Regions from separate parts of the Mus musculus genome. Here regions 1 and 3 are each linked to region 2. Evidence: chromatin contacts called from public Hi-C and promoter capture Hi-C data. All regions are on one chromosome and are shown on one strand. The core of a region is the stretch at or near the end of the contact, and the rest is flanking DNA. Distances in the headings are between cores, read along the strand shown.

Region 1 (3,874 bases), core at 588-3,087, 720 kb before region 2:
GGCCTCCAAATGCCTATGAAAAGGCCACTCTTCGGATTTGTATAACCAGTGCAGCAAGGGCGAGTAGAAGTTCACAATTCCAGCCAGAGAAGCGCTCTCAGCACACGGAAGGCAAGGGGAGGGCGCGGATCACACTGTGCAGCCTCAGGGTGCCTGGCAGGGAAGAAACCTTCTACAGCAAAGACTTCCTCCTGTCCCACTTTCCCCGCCAAACACTCAGGAAAAGAGTGGGTGGAGGAGGGACTTCTGGCGAGTCCTCTAGAAAGAATGCACCTTCATAATCTAGAAACCCAGCGGACCGGCCAGCAACATTCCTGCCCTATGCTATCCTGCCTCAATTGTCAGCCAGCTAAATAAAATCGGGGATGGAATGGGGGAGTTAGGGAAAGACTAATCACTCTTCCTCATCTTCCTAGCTTGGCCCAGCCCTGTCCCAACCCCATTCCTGGGGAAGGGGCAGAGCTTGGGAGGACAGATACTTAGCAGGCCTCATATAAGGGGGTGTGATGGTCTCCGGAGGAGGGGGAAGGAAGAAGACACTTCCCCTTTCAGCAACGCCCCCACCCCACCCCCATTGGTCCCTACCTCAGGCCTTAGGGGCCTGGCAAACAGGATGGAGTTGGGGGCAGGGAGAACAGGGTCAAAGCGCACACACTGGCTACGTTCAGCTTGGAGCTGACTGGGGGAAGGGGTTTTCCTCCAAGAAGTACCACCAAGCCTAGAATCAGCTCTCAACAAGGAGACTAGAAAAATCCTAGAAAAGGCTCCCATGGTTACTTTCTCCTGGAAAGTTTGTTTGGAGTGATTTCTCAACAAGAATGGGTTGCAGAAATCAAAAGATATTGCTGTTTCCCTATCAACACTCTGGAAACCACAGCTACTAAAAACTGGGCGAGTGCTTCTTAAATTTTCTCTACCGGCCCAGACTCCAGGCCAAGCCACCAGTGTCAGACATCGGTAGGGCACTCAGCCCAGACCCTTCACCAGTTCCCCAGTCACCCTATCCCACCTCCGTAGGAGAAGGCATTGACCGGCGTACACTAGAGCGGAGGGAGGCGCCACAGGTCCAGCTCGGAGCTGCAGGGCAGGGCCTCCGTCTTCCAAGCGCTCACCTGCTCTGCTCAGCAGGTGGGAATTGCGTCCCTGGGAAAATGTGCACTCGGCCCCCACAGTTTGGAAAGCTGGGCGCAGACAATAGGGCCCCACCCAGGCCTGGGGGAGTAGGGAGGGAGGGAGAGAAAGCGAGGATGACGCGTGGGGTGCGGTGAGGGTGGCCCCAAAGAGACTAGGCAGCAAGTTTCCCAAACGGTAAATTCCTGTCACCGTGAGCTCCGGGACCAGGCGGAGCGGGTCAAAGTCTGCTCGGTCAGCTCCAGGGGAGAGTCAGGGACGCCGTGTTAGGCGAGCTCTGGGGCCCTGGGGGAGGCGCGAACTCCGAGGCACCTGCCCTAGTTCCTCCCCACCCTTCTCAGACCTGCGGTTCACCGAGCCTGGAGGGGCGCTCCAACCCAGATTGCTTGTCCCAAGGGTCCCGCGCCCCGGACCCCAGCGCGCCCCCTGTCGCTGGTGTAGGATGCGCTCCCTGACACCCGCCCTCACCTGCCCTGAAACCGCTGGAACCAGCCTCCCGGCCGCTTGCTGTCCCTACTCTCCCACAGTGATTCGTACCCCGATCGGGTGTACCTGAGCGTGGAGCCGGGCTGAGCCGAATCGGGGTCGGGTCTGGCCGGGAGGGAGCCGGCGCGGGCAGCGAACTGAGCTCGGCGCACTCGGGCGGCGGCTGCTCCGGACTCTGGCCAAGGCAGCAACTCAGTAACCGAACAAAAGGCAAAGGGACCTGACAGCCAAGCCACACCTCTCGCCCCCTCGAAGCTCCGCCCCCTAGGGAGACTCCCACCCTCTGAGGCTATCTCACTGGCTGCCCAGCCTGACTATCCCATCGAGGGGCGGAGCCTCGCGCCGGGACCTCTACCACGGCCGCCTCTGTTTATGCGCTCACCATTGGCCCCAGGGACTGCCACTCGACTCTGGGGTGGACGCCAACTTGAGGTCTCATCCTCACTCTGCATCTATTGGCAAATAGAAAGTTTCTTCTTTATGATTGGACAGAGGGCTGTCAGTAAGACTAAGGAAAAAGCCAATGGATCAGGTGGGGCGTGACTTGCCCCACCCTAGCCCTGAGCAGGTAAGACTCATTATTCTCCCCTTCCCCCCCTACCTGTCCAACAGGTGAGTCAGGGGGAGGCATGGGAAAGGACTGACGCCTTCACTAGCCAGCCAACTCAGCGTCAGGCTTATTCATTCTTGCCTCAACGTAGTAATAAGATGTTTGTAAAGCATTTCATAGGCTTTGTGCTGGGTTGGGATTTTCTCCCCCCTACAAAAGATGGAGTGTTCCCTGATCCCTTCTGTTTAGAATTAGCAGGCCTGGGTTTGGGTTCTCCCCTTAATCTTTGTATGACCTTAGGCTAGTTAGTGTACCTTTCACCCTGTATCTCTTCTGTAAAGTGGGTTCATTAGCTTTATCTATCTTAGGTTGGAGAGATTAAATGAAATAAGCTTTGTAGTAGCACTTAAACAGCTGAGGAATGTCAGTATTTAAACTGTCTCAGTTCGAGACAGTTCTTAAAAAGTGCTGGAGCAGCCAGGCAGTGGTGGCACTCGAGGAGGCAGAGGCAGGCAGATCTCTGTGAGTTAAGAGGCCAGCCTGGTCTTCAAAGTGGGATCGAAATGATCCATGTTAAAAGAATATTTTTAATGGGCTTGTGTGGTGCCTCAGTTGTGCAGATGTGACCACCCGAGTCTGATACCTCATGGAGGGAGACAACAGCCAAGTCTCACAGGTTGTCCTCTGTCCTCTGATCTCCCGCCTTGGCACAAGTGCCACACACATAAAAGTAAATAAAATGTAATGCGATTTTAAAACTACGCTCCAAAGAGATCACAAGACTAGGAAATATGGTACACTCTAAACTCCGACACCTTCTTTCTTTTTTTTTTTTTTTTGTTTTTGTTTTTGTTTTTGTTTTTCCAGACAGAGTTTCTCTGTATAGCCCTGGCTATCCTGGAACTCACTTTGTAGACCAGGCTGGCCTCGAACCCAGAAATCCACCTGCCTCTGCCTCCCGAGTGCTGGGATTAAAGGCGTGCGCCACCACGCCTGGGCCGACACCTTCTTTCAAGTCCCAGAGCAGAAGGGTCAGTGTGTTTTGGGGGTGGGGCGGGGGGGGGCTGGATACTGCTCCAGGGAGAAACAGACAAAGGAGATTAAATAATGATGTAAGGAAACTTTGACGGATTTGGGGGAAAATCAGACATTAGATGGAAAGAAAGGGAGCAGAGGTCTAAACCAAAGCGAGGCAGCAAGCCCCTTCAGAGTAGACAAGGCTGTTGAGCCATCCAAAAGAACTCAGTAGGTGGCCTAAGGAGCCGTGGGTATTTCTTCCTGTGGTTGATGACTGCTGTTGCGGCTGTAACATGAACCCAAGGCATGAACCAAGGTACTGAGTACCAACTGTATGCTGGGTGCCAGCCTAGACCTTGGCTGCACAGAAAATTTAAAGTATCCTAACTCTCAGAGAGCGTACAGAGTGACAAGAGGAAACAGCTTGTGTGGGTGGGAGTTGGGGGAGTGGCTGTTTAGAAAAGGACTTCCTGAAAGCGCGCACACATACACGCACACACACACACACACACACACAAACACACACACACACACACACACACGCAGGCACGCACACACATGCACCAGAGCTTACGGGCTAAAATAATTCCAGATGAAGATATCCTAACAGTATCTTTGACCACATTCCCCCAGTAGAGAAAGGAACGAGGCCTAACTTGTTGTCTTCCCGCCAATAAGTCTTCCTGGAAG
Region 2 (3,957 bases), core at 1,358-3,857:
TGTCCTTTTCTGGTCCTGCCATGATGCCCTCCTGCCGACTTTCATGGTCTCCCTGTGGGTCACTCATCTGCAGATGGGGTGAGATTAATGAAAAAGTCGGCTTTTAGAGGGAAGCCATTATTATTCTAAAGACAGCAACAGAGCAGGGGCTAGAAGCGATGTGGGTTACAAGATTTTGGACAGGGTCACCCTGATTTCTCTGGTACCTGGGAGGGGACACCCTGGAAATACATGGTGGCACCCTACCACATGGAATTCTTTTATGAACCTCCTGTGTTTAGAAAGTAAGAGGGCATAGTCACAGGTACAGGGAAAACTACACCAGAGAAGGAATGTACATCACTAAACACACTATGTGCCCTGAATTTGGAGGACTTGGGAAAAAAAAAATTCTTTCAGAGAGAGAGAGAGAGAGAGAGAGAGAGAGAGACAGAGGGGGGGGGAGTGTGTGTGTGTGTGTAAGTCAGGTGACAGCTTACAGAAGCTGGATCAGGGCATCAGGTTTGGAGGTAGGCTCTACTACGCTAAGGTGGACTCCAGCACTCAGGTGACAACTTTGTAGTATCAAGCTAATCTTCTGACTCATCAAAAGCACCTCAGCTTTTGATAACGTCATTATTCCTAATAAATAATATAAGAAGTACTTCAGATTTGTTGTTTCTGACCTAACTTAGTGATACTTCTTCAATTCGTTGAAAATCTAGTCATTCTTTACTCTACTAAGTGAAATGACAACACTCACAAAGACACTACTGAGGAGTGAACTGTGTTTAGCCCTCAAAGAAATTCATTCTCCCAAAACAATTCTATAAGTGCCAATGTCTGACTACTTTAACCCGCTTGGACTTTAATACTATCTGTACCCCTCCCAAGGTATGAGTCCCCTCTATAAATGACAAGCTCAATTGTTTTTTAAGTCTTAGGCCACACTCACTTTGGTGGATCTCTCCCCCACCTCCTGCATTGTGGCTACACAGCAGGCATACTACCCGGAAATGCCAGAGATAGGGATCAGTCACAACTTAGCACAAGAGGGGTTCTGAGAAAGATTCTAAACGCAGACTTAGCCTAAGTAAACACTATGGTACAGCATGGTGGCCAGTGTCAATAGCCCCAATCCTCGGGAGCTGGGAGCAGGAAGGTCAGAAGTTCAAGGCCTGCTCTGTGGAGAGGATATTTGGAGCCAAAAAAGAATACACTGTTGAGGACCAGCAAATCTGTTGCAGCTTTGAAATGTGTTCCAGAGCTAGAGAGATGGTTCGGTGGCTAAGAGCACATACTGCTCTCCCAGAGAAGTTCAGTTCCCAGCAACCCCCACCTATCTCCAGCTCCAGGGGGATCTGATGCTTCTAGCCTCTACAAGTACCCACAACTCCTCACGACCACCCCATCTCAGGACCACACCCCTATACACATACACACACACAGGCTTATTCAAAGAGTCTCATCTCTTCTGGTTGTAGAAGCCTCAGTGATATGTCAGTTCCCTTGGAATTTGATCAGTACTATGGTTATTAATAAACCCAAACCATGGTTGGTAGACTCGATGAAGCCCAAACTCCTCCTAGGTGCTCTCATTTTTTCCAGAGAATGAAACACACACTTTAATATAAAGCCACTTGTCCAGTGAAAGAGAACTCAACGGCTCTCAGACAGCCTCAAACTCCTTGAACCACAGCTAAGGTCTAATTTTTGGGGGGAAGCGTTGCAATCCTAAGTGGCTCTGAAACAGATGAAAGATCACCACTGTTTTTTAATTTTTTCCTTCTTAATACATCTACTTTTCTTTCAAGCTGAAACTCCACACAAACTTCACCAACTTGACTGGGTGAGACGGTATCTAACATGCTAATAATCCATGATAACCGGCTCAAGCTTGTTTTCCTCCTCACACCCAGGGATACCCTTCTGCCTCTCCTCCCATCATCGTTAAGTTAAAACCTCTCGGAACCACCACCCTGGGGCAAGCAAGAGAAACGGAGGAAATGGTCTCGAAGTGAAATCACTTTCTCTCGCTAACAAGAGGCACCCCGGCTTACTGCGAGCGACACGGGATGGTACCAGATTCTCTGGCGAGTCGTGGGGGCAAGTGGAGAAGACCAGGAAGGCCCTGCGAGCACCCGGGGTGCCAAAGCCTGGAGGCAGGCGGGATGCTGGGGAAAGTGAAGCATTATCAGGCAAGTATCAGAAGCAGCCAGGGCGACGAAAGAAGGCAGGACAGGGCAGGTGAGAGATCGACACCCCCCCCCCCAGAACAACCTGAGGAATTCCCGCCTAGTAGGGTCAGTGAGGGTCCGGGTGTCTCACCAGAACGCCGCGTTCAGCCCCAGGCACCACAGGGCGCTCCTGGCCGGCCGCTCCCACACCAGGGCTGCCTGCACCCGGCTCAGCAGAGGCTCGTAAGGGCCCAGCACCTCCACCAGGGTCCGCTGCGCCGCCTCAACCTGCTGGTCGCGCTCCCAGGAGCCGGACATAGCTCGGCGGCCCCTGAAAGCCAACCCCGAAGCTGGACCCGGGGCCGCGGCCACCCCTTCAGCCTCCTCCATCTCCCCTTCAGCAGCCACAACATCCGGGGCCACGGCCCGGGAGTCACAATAACACCGACTGCGCAGAAGCACGATTTGGCTGCGGCCGGGCGGAGAAGGGGCGGGGCGGGGCAAGTGCCGGAACGCCCACGCGCGCATGCGCAGACGCTCCGGTGCGCATTCATCAGACGGAAGAGAACACTGCGTCGAAATGCGTTCCCGGCGCTGAGCGCGATTCGGAGCCGCGCACGCGCAACTCGCACGACTGAAGCCCGATGAAGGAGGAAATTTCATCTGCAGAACCCAGCTCCCATTGGAGCGGAGAACGATTAGGGGTGGAGCGCATTGTCTGGCGCCTGCGTCTTGCCGGCGAGCGCGCTAGCGGTCGGCGGTGTTGCTGGCGGGAGAGACTGCAACGCCGATGTCTGAGGAGCGATGCCGAGAGAAATCATCACCCTACAGTTGGGCCAGTGCGGCAATCAGAGTGAGCGAACCTCCCAGACCCTCTGCCTCCCAGGTTCCTTAGGTGCAAGAGGCCCTCGCAATAAGGTCATAGCTTCGGTCTGTCTGCAGAATCCTAGTTCTCCCCCACAAAGGCGATTCCCAACCCTGTGCCCAACTGCCTAAAGCCAATGGACCTTCCCCTGTCCAGTCATTGGCCTAGACACTAGGGAGTCCCAAGGCTAATCTAGATCCCTAGACCCAGGCGTTCAAATCCCCCACTGGCTATTTGGAACCTACCCAGACTCACGTATCTTTTTTCTTCACCTTCCGCCTCCCTCTCTTAGTTGGGTTCGAGTTCTGGAAACAGCTATGTGCCGAGCATGGCATCAGTCCCGAGGGCATCGTAGAAGAGTTCGCCACGGAGGGCACTGACCGAAAGGACGTCTTTTTCTACCAGGTGCTCCCCCAAGTGACTTGACCAGGACCCTGGCGGGACTGGCAGCGCGATCTGGTGCTGGGAAACTCTGAGTGGATGGATGGGAACAGAGTGGCTATCTTGAGGGAGAGCCTGCAGGAGCCAGAGTTGGGAGGCTTCAGGACTTGACCCATCCTGGCTTCCCTCTGACAGGCAGATGATGAGCACTACATCCCCCGGGCTGTGCTGCTGGACCTGGAGCCCCGGGTGATCCATTCCATCCTAAACTCCTCCTATGCTAAGCTCTACAACCCAGAGAACATCTACCTGTCGGAGCATGGCGGAGGAGCTGGCAACAACTGGGCCAGCGGATTCTCCCAGGTCATTTGCTGTTCCCCTGAAGGGCTCTCAACTCTGTGGGTGGGCACAGGCCCTGTGGTTTTTCTACAGATGAAACTAGGTCAGAGATGTTCGAGTGCTGAGTAAGATAGCCATGGCTCCAGGAGCTAACTGGAACGCTAAGGACGCAGTCTAGCTAGTGCTTTGTTGCAGGCCATTTAAATACTTTCTGTG
Region 3 (4,060 bases), core at 1,040-3,539, 540 kb before region 2:
TAATTGGGGATGGTGGTTTACAGGTTCAGACGATTATTATTAAGGTGGGATTGTGGCAGAATCCAGGCAGGCTGGAGGACCTGAGAGTTCTATATCTTCATCTGAAGGCTGCTATGAGAAGACTGACTTCCAGGAAGCTAGAATGAGGGTCTTAAAGCCCATGTCCACAGTGACACACTTTCTCCAACAGAGTCACACCTCCTAATGGTGCCACACCCTGGGCCAAGCATATACAAACCATCATGCAAGGCCTTTGCCATGTGGTCCAGAAGCAGGGATAAAGATGACTTAGGCTGGATGAAGCCAGGATTCCAGTCAAGTGAGAGGCAATTCAAAGGCAGAATGACTTTGGTCCCCAAACTTATCCCCAGGTCAAGTCCAGGAACTTGTGCCTACTAGACAAGTCTTCTAACACCAAGCTATAGTCCCAGTCCCTAGATAAAAGTATTTTAAATCATGTCTTTTTAAAATTACATTTTAAATGAGGCCGGAGAGATAGCGCAGAGGCTAAGAGCAAGGGCTGCTCTTTAAGAGGACCTGAGTTCAATTCCCAGCAACCACATGGCAGCTCACACCTGTCTATAACTCTAGTTCCAGAAGGTTCTAAACCCCCACATAGACACATATGCAGGCGAAACACCAATACACATAAAATAAAACTCATCTATTAAGCCAGGCAGTGGTGGTACACATTGTTAGTCCCAGCATCAGGGAGGCAGAGGCAGCCGGATCTCTGTGAGTTTGAGGCCAGCCTGGTCTACACAGTGAATTCCAGGATAGCCAGAGCTGGACAGAGAGATCTCTCAAAGAAATAAAAAGTACATTTTAATTTATTTTTGTGTGCATTTATGTGTGCGGACCTACACACCTACTACCTGCCTGTGGCTGTCAGAGAAGAACAAGTCGAGGGAGTTGGTTTTCTATCATTCATGGCCTAGAAGTTCAACTCAGGGTAACGTGGCCATGTTAACAAAGCTATATCTCAACTGCTCCTGAGAAATTATATATAATTATATATCCGTTTGTTTTGTTTTGTTTTGTTGAGACAGGGTGTCTCTCTGTAGGCCTGGCTGTCCTGGAACTCACTCTGCAGATCAGGCTGGCCTGGAACTCACTGAGATCTGCTTGCCTCTGCCTCCCAAGTGCTGGGATTAAAGAAAAAAGTGAAAGTGAACAATGTCACCACGTCCTCGAAGCTAGGATGCACTTGCCTAGCTTGCAGGAACCCCAGCATCTTAAACAGCTGACATGTTCTTGTATGTATGAATTTCCAGCAAGAGGATAAGAAGTTCAAGGTCACCCTTTGTTACATAGAGAGTTTGAACTTAGCCTGGGTTACATGAGATTCATCTTTAAAACAAACCTTTTTTGGGGGATATCCAGCAAAGAAGACTGCTTAGACCCAAGCGGAAGCCAATAGAAAGTCTTTATTAGCCAGCCCCTCAGCCCCTTCACTAGACTTTTTTTTTTTTTTTTTTTTTTTTCCTGAGACAGGGTTTCTCTGTGTAGACCTGGCTGTCCTGGAACTCACCCTGTAGACCAGGCTGGCCTTGAACTCAGAAATCCACCTGCCTCTGCCTTCCAAGTGCTGGGATTAAAGGTGTGTGCCACCACCACCCAGCACTTTTCTCAGGGTAGGCTTTTAATCATAAAAACCACATCCTGTGTTGACACACCTAAGTCAGAAGCAGACTATAGGAGCCAAAAATCAAGGTTAGGACATTTAGGGCCTTTCCCAGAATTATGGACTTTGATGAATTAGGTCTTTGTTTTTGTTTTAGGAGGCGGTGATGCCTATCGGCCTGGTTTCGTGGCCTGAATGGTACTTCCTTCACATGTCAGTTGTGATAAGGTCTATGAGCCTGTTTCAAAATTTTAAACTATCTGACTGCACCCATTTCATCCCAGCCTGCCTGGGAACCCAGGAAAGGCAACTGCCTCCTGTTTTAAGAGTTCATCTCTCTCCTGGTGATGTCTTTAATCCAAGCACTTGGGAGGCAGAGGCAGGCAGATCTCTGTACCAGGCCAGCCTGATCTACATGGTGAGTTCCAGGACAGTCAGGGCTACATAGTGAGTTCCTGTCTCAGAGAAGGGAAAAAGTTAAACTTTAACTTTTAAGGAACAAAGAGGTGGCGTGGCGGACTCTTTCTTGGCATTGAGAGTCCAGGTGTGCTTTTACTTTCTGCCAAGGCTCAGACCGCTGCTTCCTGGCACTCAGGTTTCCATTCCCCGGGGGCGCGTGCGCAGAGGCTCGGGCTGACCCCGCCCTGTCCGCGCGCCCCGCCCCCAGGCTATGAAAGGGACCCTGCGTGGGGGGGCCCCGGACACCCGGAGACGCCCGTGTCCCTCACGCAGGCGGGCGGCCCCGGAGACATAGTACCCGCAAAGGCGGTGACGGCGGTGCGCCCACTCATCATGGTGAGCGCAGCGCGTGCGTGGGGGCCGGGGCGGGAGAGAGGCTAACTGAAAGCGAGATTCTTGGGGATGCATGGGCAGAAGTAGTTTGCAAATGAGGACACCAGGTTCCGGAGTTGAAGTTGCCTCTGGGTCCTCCAAGGCAGCCCTAAGGCAAGGGGCGCGAGCGGGGATATTTTGGGGGAGTCTTAGTGTCTTTGGAGAAGGAAATATCGCCGCAGGGAAGTGAAAGTCGATGCTCCTTGGCGACACCAGCTGGCAAATGGGTCTGGGTAGCACCAGAGAGTGCAGGGCTGTTGTGGAGCCCGCGCTGGGAGTGGGTTCCTGCACAAGGCTATAGAGAAGCCAGAAGCCAGCTAAATTCTCAGGGGCGGAAGCCGTTGTAGATGACAACTGAAACCGCTATGTCTTGTTTTTGTCAGAGAGGTGCTGCTAACACACAGCAGAATAGGGGGCACAGATCTCTGAATACAGGTGCCCTGTGCCCTAATCCTACAGATTGGGGGAGGGGGCGCACTGAGAGAGCAGAGGAGGAGGTGGTTGTGAATATGCCCTTTGTCCAGTGCCCTCCTGCCCTGCCCCCCACCAGCCCTCTGTGGGACCATTGTCCCCCTATACCCAGACAAGAGAGTATTATCTGTTGGTGCCATTGTTGGGTGGAGGGAGGCGGTCTTTGGGTCACCCTCCCCTGCCCTCACCCTCCTCTGCACACTCAAGAGAGCCAAGGCAGCTGTGGCTTTGCCCATACATAGAGCCCCAGGCCTCCAAACAGGACATCCTTAAGAGGTGCCAAGAATATATAAGTTAGGGCTGACAGGGAGCCACAGGCACTTGCTGCCCTTGCGTGCCCTGTCACCAAGGTGTTCTGAGGGGGAGCAGAGAGTGATCCTTGGAGCCAGAGACTAAGAGGTTAGGTAGCTTCAGAAAGATTCCCTCTACCTTACAACCCAGCTGTTGAAGATACTGAAGGATCTACTGCGAGGAAGAAAATCCACCATTCCCCTCCGGGGAAAGCATCCACCATTCAAGGGTGCTTTAAGTTAGGCTTGGGGATTCCTCAACTGACAAGCGGTCCCCCTCTGGGAGAACTCGGCCAGAGACTAGGGTGTGGTGCTTGCGGGCTGGCTTTGAGGAGCCGGGGCTGACATCTCCTCCTCCCTTCTTACACAGAACACAAGCTTTACCCGCAAAAGCCACACATTCCTGCCCAAGCTCTTCTTCAGGAAAATGTCATCCTCAGGAGCAAAGGAGAAGCCAGAGCTGCAGTTCCCTTTCCTTCAAGATGAGGACACGGTGGCTACCCTCCACGAGTGCAAGACGCTATTCATCCTGCGCGGCCTGCCGGGCAGCGGCAAGTCCACACTGGCTCGGCTCATCCTGGAGAAGTACCACGACGGCACCAAGATGGTGTCCGCTGATGCTTACAAGATCATCCCTGGCTCTCGGGCAGACTTCTCCGAGGCGTACAAGCGTCTAGACGAGGACCTGGCTGGCTACTGCCGCCGGGACATCAGGGTTCTTGTGCTTGATGATACCAACCACGAGCGGGAGCGGCTGGATCAGCTTTTTGAAATGGCAGACCAGTATCAGTACCAGGTGGTGCTGGTGGAGCCCAAGACAGCGTGGCGACTAGACTGTGCCCAG

Evidence for each region. Promoter capture Hi-C pulls out the DNA fragments that hold promoters and counts their contacts. Hi-C and Micro-C count contacts between places; a contact is called where the count stands out from the background.
Region 1: a Hi-C map of B cells shows a contact between it and region 2, with 9 read pairs. The contact joins the promoter of Jup here to the promoter of Retreg3 in region 2. A contact is called at or near these places in 2 of 39 promoter capture datasets (HPC-7-derived erythroid cells and liver) and 1 of 484 Hi-C or Micro-C datasets (B cells).
Region 3: a promoter capture Hi-C map of pre-B cells shows a contact between it and region 2, with 6 times the contacts expected there. The contact joins the promoter of Cnp here to the promoter of Retreg3 in region 2. A contact is called at or near these places in 2 of 39 promoter capture datasets (liver and pre-B cells) and 1 of 115 datasets of contacts at active chromatin or transcription factors (pro-B cells).

Annotation. Positions count from the first base shown.
Region 1 is chr11:100,395,953-100,399,826 of GRCm38.p6, forward strand. Jup (junction plakoglobin) reads right to left here and starts at 1,838. Exons shown (of 14, transcript NM_010593.2): 1 at 1,684-1,838. It overlaps Gm12348 (predicted gene 12348), which reads left to right and starts at 2,164. Exons shown (of 4, transcript NR_132425.1): 1 at 2,164-2,185.
Region 2 is chr11:101,117,234-101,121,190 of GRCm38.p6, forward strand. It overlaps Retreg3 (reticulophagy regulator family member 3), which reads right to left and starts at 2,608. Exons shown (of 9, transcript NM_026501.3): 1 at 2,308-2,608. The coding sequence starts at 2,546. It overlaps Tubg1 (tubulin, gamma 1), which reads left to right and starts at 2,884. Exons shown (of 11, transcript NM_134024.3): 1 at 2,884-3,009; 2 at 3,314-3,426; 3 at 3,598-3,765. The coding sequence starts at 2,961.
Region 3 is chr11:100,572,650-100,576,709 of GRCm38.p6, forward strand. Cnp (2',3'-cyclic nucleotide 3' phosphodiesterase) reads left to right here and starts at 2,290. Exons shown (of 4, transcript NM_009923.2): 1 at 2,290-2,419; 2 at 3,587-4,060. The coding sequence starts at 2,417.